Linked DNA regions of Triticum aestivum: region 2 is linked to region 1. A link is a contact called in public Hi-C data. All regions are on one chromosome and are shown on one strand. Each heading gives the region's core, a stretch centred on a gene start, on an enhancer-like site or on the middle of the called end of the contact. The rest is flanking DNA. Distances are from core to core; before and after follow the strand shown. Region 1 holds the start of LOC123053830 (NAC domain-containing protein 45-like). Region 2 holds the start of LOC123053834.

Region 1 (2,700 bases), core at 91-2,590:
TAGATTTCCCCATGGGATTTCTCGAGCAACGGAACAAAGGGTCATGGCGGGGCTATTCCTCCAAGGGAGTTCCGGTGGAGGACGAGGACGACTCACATGATTGGAGAGAGCGGACATTCAAAGATTCAACAGACGAATTTTCCGACAATGACCCCCGTCTTGATCAGAGCAGTGTGTGTTCTGACAGCCACAAGAAGGCCCACTGCAGCGCGACAATGACAACTTCGACGAGGTCAGCAGAAATTTTGTTGCATCGACCTGCAGACATGCCATCGTCGTCAATGCAAGCCCAGCTTGGCAATAACAATGACAATGACTCAAACGACTGGAGAGCGCAAACATTCGAAGATTCAACCAACCAATTCTTTGGAACAGACAAAGACTCATATCCTGATCAGAACATTGTGTGTTCTGATAGCAAGATCGGCGCACATTTCAGTGCGACAATGACGATTTCAAACAGTAACGTGGCATCTTCATCAATGCATCTTGGTGGCAGCAGCAACAACGTGACTAGCTCGACATCAGAGCAACCAAATAGCAACAATGACCACATCGAGACGTCTAATGAAGTTGATAAAACAAGTACACCATATTGGCTCATTCCAGGATTCACATTTTGCCCGACAGATGAGGATATCGTGCTCGACTATCTCAAGCCCAAAGTCCTGAATCTGGCGCTTCAACCATATAGGAGAAGAATAGAAGAGCTGGTCAATATTTATGCTCTGGACCCAGATGACATAAGACGTAAGTTCCGAAAACATCTTTTACTGAGTTATTAATATTTTTGTTTTGCTTGGTCTCGTCCGGTGAAGTGCAAATGCATCTTGGATTTTCAAAAAGAAATGTAGCTCAATGAACTGAACCGAAGTTGCACGGAAGTTTTTTTTTTCCGGCCAATTGCATGCTACCATGGTTGGCACATGCAGCTGCAATGACACTTTGCACCTGCAGGTGAAGATCTAGGCTAAAAGCCATCACTTGTTGATCTAGGTTTTCAAAAAGTGCTGGCGCCCTCACTAAATGGAGGGACCGTGAGCCCTAAATTGTAAGAAAAATATCGAGCAAACTAAGACTATATGTTTATTATTATATTTCAGTCGTTTGAACTCAAACTCAACGACACGTGATCGAACAAGTAAAAGAGAATTCTGTTGTGGATACACAACACAGTTTCCCTTTGTATTTCTAAACGTGTGGGTAGAACTTGGGTTCTAAACTATGTGACACAGTAAATAAATGTATATATAGCGTGTAAATTATTTAAATCCACTCGACTAATTTTCTGAATTTCAGACAACTTGTACGTTGCACTGTACTTGCATAGGCCGTATTTTTTTGCTTTCAGTGCATAAAGCAGCTGGACGTTGTGATTTATTACCAGATTGGCATGACACAGTCTAATTCTTCTACGTATATGCACGCAGTTGATGGACACGGAGACAAAGAGCGACTAGGCTTCTTCTTCGTGCGCAAGCAAGCCACGGCGTACAGCCTAGTTTCAAAAAAGGCCACGGCGTACAGCCTCGTTTCAAAAAAAGCCGCGGCATACAGCAACCCGTGCTTCTACACCACCCCGGTCGGGTTCTGGAAGATCCGTGGTCCGCCGTCCCGCGTGAAGCACGACGGCCTCACCGTGGCCTTCAAGACGTCGATGGACTTCTACCGCGGCAGGGCGCTGCACGGGTGCAAGACCCAGTGGAGCATGTTCGAGTACAAGCTCAACGCGGACCGAGAAGACCTCAGGAACCTCGCCCGGCCATGGGTACGTATGTGAACATATGAACCATTTTGCTTCACATCAATGATCTTTTCTCATCGCTTACCAAACTGTCATTGTTCTTGGAACAGATGAACTCCTACGTCGTGTGCAAGGTTCGCAAGAGGGACTGTCGCCGAGACGCCAAGGGCGGAGAGGTGGAGGCTGCGCCGGCGGCGCCATCCAAGGCGAAAGGGTTGTGGCGGCGCCCCGCACCGTTGTCAGGATCCCCTCGTGGGAAGCCAAACTCAAGGAGACACATCGGACAGATGGACAAGATAGTTGTGCCGAAGCGCGATGTAATACTACTAGATTGGAAGCAGAAGGAGGCGATGGGGGCTCCGGAACTAGAGGGCGACGAACCAGGCCTACTTCTTGGGAAGCGCAAGCGTCCTGCTACATTTTAGGATGAATCCTGCCCTTTCGAGCTCGTAAGCTCTAAGTTTCTAACCAAAGTTGTAGACACTAGTAGTTTTAGTGGTTTTATGTTTCATGATCCATAGGTTTAAATAAACGAATAGATGCAGAGTGCAGGTTGTGCATAATTGTCGGTTACTACATCTCTTGTATATCATAAGACTATGCACATATGGCCGTGCGTTGCAACTTTTTGTATCCAGCAGTGTGCCACAGCGTGCCACTATGTGAAAGTAAAGTTGTCTTACTATAAAAGAAAAAAATACAGATATCTAGCTTCAAAAATGGAGGGAAAACTTTGCCAAACTTGCAAAAGTGGTTGCATTTTCTTGCTTTTAGCAACTTAATATTACTTGTGTGAGGTGTGTAGATCAGTAGATGATCTGAAAACTACGGCTCCTATGACCTGAAGATATAGAAAAAGCTTGATTCAAGTATGAAGGAAACTTCTGTCAAACTTTCTCTTTGGCCATCCCGAGGTACAGTGGCCATCCCGAGGCGATTGAAGCGCTAGGATATCG
Region 2 (2,700 bases), core at 118-2,617, 320 kb before region 1:
GCAGAGACTTATTAGGGCAGTAGCAGGGGTTGTTGTCCAAAATTACAGTTAACATGAAACTGACTGCACAGCCAGGATGTTTAAAACTATATACAAACTCTCGCAAAACATAAACTACATACAAACATAAAATATGTGTAAAATGACATTTAGGTTCTTATGAAGGTGAAGCACTCTAGTTCAGTGATGCAATAGTTTGTGTATATAAAGTAGGTTATAGAAGCAAAACAGCTGGATAATTTAGTAAACAGCACAACATCGAAAGAGTATCAAGATACCTGATCTTCAAGAATAATTCCAGCAAAACCAGCCTTGATAAATCCTTTCACTGTCCTCTTGACATTCATACAGTTTCCATAACCATTATCAGCATCACCAATTACAGGTATCGATACTGCTTCAGTGATCAGACGGCCTTGATCTATCATTTCGCCATAGGACATGAGACCAACATCTGGCAATCCAAGCCTTGCAGCAGATATTGAGAAACCTGAAAGACAAAATACTGTTAATTTTTTCAGGACTGAAATCTTGTAGATCTCCTTTTACATAGGACTGGGCTAGCTCCCTAAGCAACTACTACGCTCTGGTTCCATTTTCAAGTTCTGACCGAGCGACCGTGACTATACAAGTGAAGAACAAACTTGTGATGGTTTGATATGTGCAATGCCACTTGATCAATGTGCCCTCAACAGAAGCATAGGCAATATAGACCAGCACAAGAGCAAATTCTCACTCTAGTATAAGGTTTCATCATCTTTACAACACATGGAGTATATGAGGTAGTACAAGTATAACACTCACAATCTACAGAATGACAGAAACATGGTGGCACAGCAAGCGCGGGTGTTCAGGAATTGGAAGTATGGTACACTATGCTATTATGATGGGAGTGTGTGTGAGAGAGAGTCCTGCAGAAGCAAAAGAGCGAACACGTACCGCTCGTGAAGCAGGCCCTGAACCCGGCGCGCTCGACGAGGCGGGCACTGAGCGCGTCGTAGCAAGCGGGCGCCTGGTGGGCGCCCGGCGTCCCCAGCACTCTCCGGAGCGCCGCCGCGGGCTGTTCCCCGGCGCCCGCTCCGGCGCTTTCTCCGGCTGCGGCGTAGGAGCAGCGGGGGGAGATCCGAGCGCGCACAGACAGGGGAGGGGCTCGGCGCTGGAGGAGTGGGGGCGGACGGACACGGCAGGAGCCGACGCGGCCTGAGGTGCACGGGGACGGCGAGGCGGGCGGCTGGTGCAGGAGAGCGGCGTAGCACGCCATTGCCAGTTTGCCACTGCCCGCTCGGAGAAATCAGCTCCTCCACTACGCACCAGTCCCAGTCTCGCTGCCTCCCCGGTCCCACTTTGCAGAAACCCCCCCACACGCCGATCTGGTTGAGCCCAAGCGTGTGAGCCTGTCAGGCAGGCCTAAACTCAGACCCAGCAGTTGCTCCTTCCTTTCCAGCCACAACCCACGCCTCCGCCCGCCATGCCGCCGCCGCCGGCGACGCTGCCGGACGAGCTTCTCGAGGAGATCCTCCTGCGCCTCCCGCCGGAGGACCCCGGGTGCCTCTTCCGGGCCTCCCTCGTCTGCAAGCCCTGGCGCAGCCGCCTCACCGGCACCGCCTTCTCCCGCCTCTACCGCGAGTTCCACCGGACACCTCCCTTGCTGGGATTCTTCGAGAACGATGAGACGGTACTGTGCTATTTTTCTCCCTTGTCCCCCACTTCCCCCTTCTTCCCGGTGCACCCCGGCAAGTGCAGTCTCTTCGTGCTCGACTCGCGCCATGGACTCGTCCTCTCAAATACTATCGGCCCGAGCGGCGAACCCCTCTGCCTCATCGTGTGGGACCTCGTCGGCCACCGCCAGTGGCGGTTGTCCTTGCCGGATTTCGTGGACTGGCCAACCTTTCCAGACTGCGCCGCGGCGGTGCTCTGCGCCGCCGATGGCTGCGACCACCTCAATTGCCCTGGCGACCCCTTCCGTGTGGTCTATGTGGGCACCGATGACGATGGCGTCGCGCAAGCTTGCGTCTACTCTTCAGAGTCCTGTGCCTGGAGCCCAGTGACGTCTTGTGAGCACCCTGAATTGCCCCTGCACGTCAGGCTCTCTCGGCCCAATGCCCTTGTGGGAGATGCAGTCTATTTCTTGTGCACTCAGGAAACGGTAGTCCTGCGATATGACTTGTTCAGCCAGGAGCTATCGATGATTCACTGGCCAGCCATGCACAAGTGGAAGTGCAGCTATATCCTTATGCGAATGGAGGACGATATGCTGGGCTGTGCCAATCTGCAGGAGTCCAGGCTCGAACTATGGTCGATGGAGGCTGACACAGACGGAGCTGTGAAATGGGCAACACGCAGAGTCGTCGACCTCCAGAACTTGCTACCCTCGACCCCCAGATATGTGATTAGCTGCACCGATGGATTTCGTGTCTTTTTTGTGCAGACAGATCTTGGCACTTTCACAGTTGAGCTTAATTCAGGCCGAGTTAAGAAGGTATCCAGTAGCAGTGAAGTCATTCCCTACACGAGGTTCTACACTCCAGGTACTACCATCGCCAAACCTGTACAAGCTCGTTTACGTTTGCTTTCCCATGACTTGTGAATTATTTAATAAGAACTAAGTAATATTTCTGTTAGCTACATGAAATTTAGGTGATGGTGCACAAAAATGACTTTGTGAAATTGGAGATAGCAGTGTCATATATAATTTATATT

What was found. A called contact is a pair of places that touch in the nucleus more often than the background predicts.
Region 2: a Hi-C map of leaf shows a contact between it and region 1, with 3 times the contacts expected there. The contact joins the promoter of LOC123053834 here to the promoter of LOC123053830 in region 1. A contact is called at or near these places in 2 of 5 Hi-C or Micro-C datasets (leaf and root).

The regions. Positions count from the first base shown.
Region 1 is chr2D:461,797,567-461,800,266 of IWGSC CS RefSeq v2.1, reverse strand. It overlaps LOC123053830 (NAC domain-containing protein 45-like), which reads left to right and starts at 1,340. Exons shown (of 2, transcript XM_044477407.1): 1 at 1,340-1,768; 2 at 1,855-2,700. The coding sequence starts at 1,394. The coding sequence ends at 2,169.
Region 2 is chr2D:462,122,191-462,124,890 of IWGSC CS RefSeq v2.1, reverse strand. LOC123053834 reads left to right here and starts at 1,367. Exons shown (of 7, transcript XM_044477410.1): 1 at 1,367-2,528. The coding sequence starts at 1,469. It overlaps LOC123053835 (2,3-dimethylmalate lyase), which reads right to left and starts at 1,356. Exons shown (of 8, transcript XM_044477412.1): 1 at 940-1,356; 2 at 279-490. The coding sequence starts at 1,261.